Linked DNA regions of Macaca mulatta: region 1 is linked to region 2. Evidence: chromatin contacts called from public Hi-C data. All regions are on one chromosome and are shown on one strand. The core of a region is the stretch at or near the end of the contact, and the rest is flanking DNA. Distances in the headings are between cores, read along the strand shown. Region 1 holds the start of ABTB2 (ankyrin repeat and BTB domain containing 2). Region 2 overlaps CAT (catalase).

Region 1 (3,963 bases), core at 1,116-3,615, 98 kb after region 2:
CCCTGTGTCTCTAAAAGATAAGAACATTTGATAAACATAATCACACTACCATTACCACATCAAAAAAAAAAAGTTATTTTTTAAGAGCAAACATCGAGGCAGTGTTCCTAATGGTTTCATAAAGTCAAATGTTTGACTTTTTAAAACAAATTCAAAATGCAAAGAAGTTCCACACCTTGTAATTGGTTATCATGTCTTTTAAGTCTTTTTAAATTATAGATTTTCTCTCCATCTCTTTCTTTCCTTGAAACTTATTAAAGAAACTCAGTTGTTTGTTGAGCAGCATTTCCCATGGCTGAATTTTGCAGAATATATCTTCCTGGTGCAGGTCAACATTCACAGGATTCTCAGATTCAGTTGGAGGCACGTTTATCTACACTTTAAGTCATCAAGTAATTTGAATATATTAATATAAATCCCATATGCTCTTTTCCCCCCAGAAATACTCCAGATGATTCCTCAAATAACCTTTCATTCAGTAAGTTCCCCGTTGTAAATTTCCAGTTGGGTAATTTTCTTTATGTTTGATGGGTGCGCACAACGAAGAAAAGGCGGGGCGGGGAAATCTTTCTGAAATTCTTTAAATATATCCATTAGAGGGCGACATTGCCTTTAATATTACATTTACCCAATAAAGTTTTAAATTGCATAAAATTTACTTTTGTATTTTTGACAAGTTGGACCTCATTGCCTACTTTAACTTCTAATCTCACGTCTGTAAAGTGTGACTGTGTTCTCCTTTGTTAATTTGATCTCTGCTGACTTGTGTCTTTGATATTACAGTACTTCCATCTTTGACTCTGTTCCCAATTCTAACCATCGGGCGGCGATGTTGCATAAATAAAGACCCGTGGAAAGGCAAAATTAGGCGAAATTGCCAAATAAAAAGCAGTTTCGCCGGGGGTAAAGGCCATTAATTTCAGAAGGAAAGAGACAAACCAGACATTTCTAGTTCATATCCAACTCACAGCCCAAGGTCAGAACTGTGTAAAATGCAACACAAAGGAGCCATTCAGGAGTCGGGGAGGCTGACTTGAGAAGAGCGAACGCACAATCCCCGCTTTGAGTCTGCGGTTCCCGTGGAGGGGGCACAGGTCCGTTCGCGCACGTGCGTGTGAGTAGCCACAGGGCAGCGGCGGGACGTGCCTGGACCGGGCATGGGAGTGCTGAACTTACAGAGCTCTGGCGGACCGCTTGGGGACACCCGCCCCGCGGTAAGTTGGCACTGGCGCTGCCTGGAGGTCAGCCACTCATTGTACCCCGGCGGAACTGGGTCCCGCGGGGGCATACGGCTCGCCCACCAGCACGCGTTAGGAGGCGAACACCTGCATCCAGCTAGGTGTTCCGAGCGGAACCCAGGGCTAGGGACCGCTCTGCCACCTTCTTCTCATTCTTCCTGTAAGAACACTCTCTACCTCGGACAAAAAGGATCCACCTGACAGCAAGTGGTATCGTCACACAGCGGTAACAGAAAACTCATGGATACTCTCGAGAATCTGACAAAAGTTGGGGCCTCCTCCCCATAGTAGCACTCAGAAAAGGGCAGGTGAAACTACAAATGGGCGGAGGCACTCACAGGCTTTCTGGGGCCCGTCCATTGATCAGATCCCAGGTTAAGAAATTCTGTCCTGATTGGAGCCTAGACAGCCGCGCAAAGAAGCCAGACGGACTTGGGAAGAGAGGCAGGGACGTCCCTCCTCCCTCCAAACACAGCCAGCGTTTCATTTCGGATTGCGGGAGGGGCCTGGCCGAAGGTGGAGGAGAGGTGGAGCGCCTGGCTGGGGCCCTCCCCATTCTCCTGGCCCCCACCCCGGAACGCCTGGCTGAGAAGGGTTCCAAAGCGAGCAGCGAACGCCCAAAGCCTGGGCTGCGGGAAGGTGGCAGCGCTCTGTAGCTTTTCCTTTGCATTTTTCTTTAAATCGTGAGCTCCGGAGCTATGGTTTCGACCGCTGCTTTCCCGTCTCCACCTCCACCTCCCAGTTCGCTGGCTCGCCCTTCCCCCTCCCCCACCCCACCCCCACCCCCCACCCCCCACCCCCCACCCCCCACCCCCCCAACCCACCCCCCACCCCCCCAACCCACCCCCCATCCCCCCAACCCACCCCCCACCCCCACCCCCCCACCCCCCATCCCCACCTCCATCTCCACCCCCATCCCAGCCGCGTGCCCGGCCCTCCGCCTCCAGCCCCGCCTCCGCCGCCGCGGGGTTTCACCCAAGGCAAAGTGAAATCTGCATAGTGACCGCCCCCTCGAAGATCATTGGTGCATCCCCGCCCATCGCGGCCGGTGATTGGTGAGCTGCCCGAGGTTATTTGCATGTCGGACGCAGCCTGGTACCCAGCTGTGCCGCCGGCCGGCGCCGAGCAGAAGTTTGCCGAGCGCTTTCTCGCCGGCTGGTCCCGGACTCGCGCTGCGCCCTGCGCCCTTCGCCGCCGCCCTGTTCTCCCGGGAGTCCTTCTCTGTGGAGGACTGACGCTCCGCTTGTGGGAATTAGAGGTAGACAAGGGGGAGTGCCGAGGGGGAGCGGCGAGGATCTTTCCAGTGACAGCTTCGAGTCGGGACGCCAGGAGCGTGGGGCTCCGGCTGGCCACGGATCTCGCCCGCCTTCCCGCGGCCTCCGGGCTGGCAATGCGGCCGCCGAGCCCCGCGGCACAGAGAGGAAAGAGGGTGGCTCGGAGAGCCTAGAGCTTGTTTCTGCCCACTTGGGGAAGAGCGCATGGAGTTGTGAGCGCCCCTCGCTCGCTCGGCGACGCCGCCCGCGGCAGGCTCCCCATGGCCGGGACGTACAGCTCGACTCTGAAGACGCTGGAGGACTTGACCTTGGACTCCGGGTATGGGGCCGGGGACTCGTGCCGCTCGCTCAGCCTCTCGTCCTCCAAGTCCAACTCGCAGGCGCTCAACTCTTCGGCGCAGCAGCACCGCGGGGCGGCCTGGTGGTGCTACTCCGGCTCCATGAACAGCCGCCACAACAGCTGGGACACGGTGAACACGGTGCTGCCCGAGGACCCCGAAGTGGCCGACCTCTTCTCGCGCTGCCCGCGGCTCCCGGAGCTGGAGGAGTTCCCCTGGACCGAGGGAGACGTGGCCCGGGTGCTCCGCAAAGGTGCGGGCGGTCGGCGGCTGCCCCAGTTCTCCGCCGAGGCGGTGAGGCGCCTGGCCGGGCTGCTCCGTAGGGCTCTGATCCGCGTGGCCCGCGAGGCGCAGCGCCTGAGCGTGCTGCACGCCAAGTGCACCCGCTTTGAGGTGCAGAGCGCCGTGCGCCTGGTGCACAGCTGGGCTCTGGCGGAGAGCTGCGCGCTGGCAGCCGTCAAGGCGCTGTCCCTGTACAGCATGAGCGCCGGAGACGGGCTGCGCCGGGGCAAGTCCGCGCGCTGCGGCCTCACCTTCTCAGTGGGCCGCTTTTTCCGCTGGATGGTGGACACCCGAATCTCCGTACGCATCCATGAGTACGCGGCCATCTCGCTCACCGCCTGTATGGAGAACCTGGTGGAGGAGATCCGAGCCAGGGTGATGGCCAGCCAGAGCCCTGATGGCGGAGGGGCCGGAGGCGGGGAGGTGTCTGCTGAGGCCCTGGAGATGGTCATCAACAACGACGCCGAGCTCTGGGGCGTCTTGCAGCCCTATGAGCATCTCATCTGCGGCAAGAACGCCAATGGTAAGCGCGCGGGCCTCGGACTGGCAGACTGGGTAGGCAAGAAATCCCGCCCTGGGCTACTGGGGGAGTGAATTTCCTGAGACAAAGCTGGTGGCTGTGCCAGTACTTTGGGAGAAAGCGTTGGGTCTGAGGATAGGGTTCATTAAATGTCACTTGTCAGAGATTGTTCTAAGGGTAACTGACTTTTGGAGGGCAAACTCGTGAATGATCTACATCCTGTGCTGCGTGGCATTGTTACTATCTGCGGGCCGTTCATTGATTGGGTGAGATTGAATCTCTTGACCAAGCCATTCCTGAACCTCTCTTGA
Region 2 (3,558 bases), core at 618-3,117:
GTTGTTACATTTTCTAGTTATGTCCATTCAACTCTTTTTCTATAGCTTAAAGTTCTCTTACTAAATTCTTCATGCTGTCATCTATTTTCTTAAACCTATTAATTAGTCATTTTAAAACCTGTATCTGACAGTTCCATTATTTAAGCCTCCAGTAGGTTTGTTTGTACTGTCAGTTTGTAGGGGGTTTTCTCTCCCTCTTGATTTTCAGTCATAAGGTCTTAATGTGTTAGGTGCCTGGTCATTTATTGTTGAATGTTGAACATTTGCATATAAAAAGGTCTAGAATCATTTGAGGTTCTATTTTCCACCAAAGAAAATTTTGTTTGCTTCTGACAGATGGCGTACAGAGAGATCACCTTAATCCAATCTGAGACTGAGCAGAGGCAAAGTTGTGTTTCATGTTTTGTGAGAGCAAGTTTATTTCAAGTTTGCCCTTATTCCTAGGCATGGCCCTTCAGGGATTTCAACTGAAAGCCCTGAGTGTAACTAGAAGCTCTGCTTCTTTGCAGACCTTGAATTCCAATTTTTGTCCCTTCAGACTCATAAGACTGCTGTAAACACCACTCAGCTTCTGGACCAGTGCTTACAAATTAACAAATACCTCAAGAGGAAAGGAAACCAAATGTCAAATTTACTTCTCTGCACTTTTTTTTCTGCACTTCTTTTCTATCTTTGATCTTGATCCTTTAAATCTGTGTTGCTTTGTTAGCTCTCCAAAGCCTTCAAACAAATGCTTTATGTATTTTACCCACCTTTTCAATGTTCTCCATGAAATGGTAAGTATGATACAAGCTAGTCTGCCATAGACAGAGGCAAGCCCAAGTGAATCATTTTTAAGAGAATAAATCTGGACCTTCTTATGTATTTCCCATGTGATACATCGTCACAGAATTATGCTATGAATCTATAACAATAGTACTGTGATTACTTAAAAACCATACTATATCCTATATAGTGATAAGAAACTCTCTCAATAAATAAGGATGAGCACATAATAAATTTTCATGTGTAAGCAATAGCCTCATTAATTAAGTTTTGCAAGGGTTGTATCAGCTGGTTTAATACCTGTATTGACCTTACATAGGCAAAATTCTTTGAGAGGCAGGGAATGTACTGTAACATACTTGGTGTCATCTGCATCACCAAAAATAATGCAGTTACATAAAAGGTTTGCAGGAAATGTTTTAAGCTCATCTAAAAATGGTTTATATCCTACGATAATGTAATTTCTTTTTTATATATACATATATATGTATATACGTAAATGCTTTTCAAGCAAAGATATCCTCACAGTGAATTAATTCATGTATTTAAGTATCTTTTACTTGGAACCCACACTCACAAACTGAGAAACTAGAAATAGGTTCTAATCTAATTTAAATACTAAGTTTAACACTAACTGCTCAAACAGAGCTCTAGAATAACTATACTTTTAACTTTATTATTTTATTGTGTGTGATATAAGTTGCACTGGACACATTAAGGAGGCAGCTGCCCACCCACAGGCCCTTTCAAGTCTGAGGGCCTCCTTCATAGCATGTGCTGAAACAGCCCTTAGGGCAGCTATAAGCGACTGGAAAGAGGATGAGCACTTGACCTGGGGCAGTTAACTAGAGGCTGACCAAGGCCAATGGTGCAACCTGGGGTGAAAAGATTAGCCAAGTCAATAGGATTCCATCTCTCTAGAATCTGAGATATGTTGAGAGAAGGAGTAAAAGGTGGTCCAAAAAAAAAGAGTAATACGTGGAGAAAGATGTCTTAAAGGGAAAACCATCGTTGTGAAAAAGCCACAACAATGATAAAACAGAAGCTCTGACGCAGACAGGAGAAAACAGGAAGCTGTGGTAAAAATAATCAATTAGCACCGGCAAGCAGAAGCAGACAGATGGAGAATAAGCCACGTGAAGGGCGAGCTCTGCAGTGGAAACGCCCACACTCTTGTGGTCGAGGCTCCTGGAGCTATTTTGGATCTCTAGTTCTAGTCCTTGAACCCCTGGGCTGTCCTGCCCAGATTCTTAGATTTGTCTCCACATACGCTGTATATGCTCATTTCTTAAATTCCCACGAAATCACTGTTTCCCCGATGTCCCCCTCCCCATATCCCTTCAATAAAGTTTGAAGAAACTGAGACGGAGTCTCCATACCTTGAGGCAAAAGACCAGAGGAATAAAACCCTTCAACTCCAGCCAGTTAGGGGCCCAATTTACTATCACAGATGAGTCTTCCCTGAATTCAATTTAAGATACATCAGACAGTTTGGTCGTTGCGGGGGTGGGGGGTGCAGATTATGCAGGCATTGACAAGGAGAATTAGCAGGTGACTTCCATAGCAGACAAAGAAGTCATTACCTGAGTAACATTATCATCACTGGCAGTGTTGAATCTCCGCACTTCTCCAGAATATTGGGTGCTATGCTCCAGGACAGAAGGCTGTTGTTCTGGAGCACCAAAGCTGTTAGGGTAGTAATTTGGAGCACCACCTTCAAAAGAAAACCACCCAGATGCACTTAGGAACAAGAAAAGTCAAGTAAGTCTGCAAATAATCACTGTGATGAGAAATAAATTTAAGTGGTAATCAAATACACATGTACACATACACGGATATAAACACAACACACACATGTTATTTTTAATTTCCTGCATTTAGCTACAGGTAGTATGAAGATTCTAAGGGAACGCTGCCATCTGCTAAATGCTTGCACAGGCTGCCGCACTTTATGAATGAATCTCAAAGTCCCTTTTGACACTTCAAAGGGTCTCATCTATCAAGTCCTCTGAGGCTTACAGCACATGTAGAAGTTTATACACGTGTGCTTGATTTGGCCACCATACAGGGATGAGGTTCAAAGACACATTTCAAAATTGACTTGAAAAATTGTGTCATTTGGACTCGGGTTCAATTCAAACACTGCATCACAAAATTCTTGACGGAAATCTGAAAGTTCTGGTTCTGCTCCTTGAATCTACAGACACAAGCATGGGGCTCTGTGATGTGACCTGACTGCTGCAAGGTCACACAGAAGCCAGTGGTAGATGTGGGGTTGGAACTCTGGGTTCTTTGTCTCCTCCAGCCCAGCATATACAGTATTTCCATTACAGAACTCTACTTTGCTATTCCTTGAAGTGTTTTTAGGATTCTCAGGGTATCTCTCCTTTACTGACGATGATGACTTTGTTCCATTGTAGCTTCACTTTCACACCCTCCACAGATCAATAAAAAAAGAATTTTAAAAAAAATGTGGTAATTGTATATCAGCACTTACTTATCTGGACTTATAAGAAACAGTGACAAATACAATCAAAATATTTTCTTTGACTTTTGAAATAAATTATGAGGCTTTTTTTTCATTTTGGCATATTTATTTTCTCAACTATACTTTGCTTTGGCTGACATTAGCAGAAGCTTTCACTACCCGAGCACACACTGCCTAAACAGGAGTGGCCCAGAAACATATTAAGTGGTTTGAGCAAACCAATCTGGGATCGGAATTTTAGCCAGCTCACTGCCATAACAGATCATCCACAGTAGATAATCAAGAGATGCCTATGTATGACATTC

Evidence for each region. Hi-C and Micro-C count contacts between places; a contact is called where the count stands out from the background.
Region 1: a Hi-C map of blood shows a contact between it and region 2, with 4 times the contacts expected there. The contact joins the promoter of ABTB2 here to the enhancer-like site in region 2. A contact is called at or near these places in 4 of 14 Hi-C or Micro-C datasets (CD4 T cells, blood, cortical neurons and 1 more).

What each region holds. Positions count from the first base shown.
Region 1 is chr14:30,912,536-30,916,498 of T2T-MMU8v2.0, forward strand. ABTB2 (ankyrin repeat and BTB domain containing 2) reads left to right here and starts at 2,366. Exons shown (of 17, transcript XM_015114548.3): 1 at 2,366-3,655. The coding sequence starts at 2,773.
Region 2 is chr14:30,815,499-30,819,056 of T2T-MMU8v2.0, forward strand. CAT (catalase) reads right to left here. Exons shown (of 13, transcript XM_001115625.5): 10 at 2,349-2,479. All of the region lies in intron 4 of LOC144334270 (a long non-coding RNA gene), which reads left to right. Among named protein-coding and RNA genes, the nearest start is that of CAT, 27 kb to the right of the region's middle. Within about 2 kb of position 1,868, at least 11 of the 40 cell types and tissues checked have an H3K27ac peak or open chromatin away from gene starts, as enhancers often do. A contact at or near this core is called in CD4 T cells and blood, where this site is marked.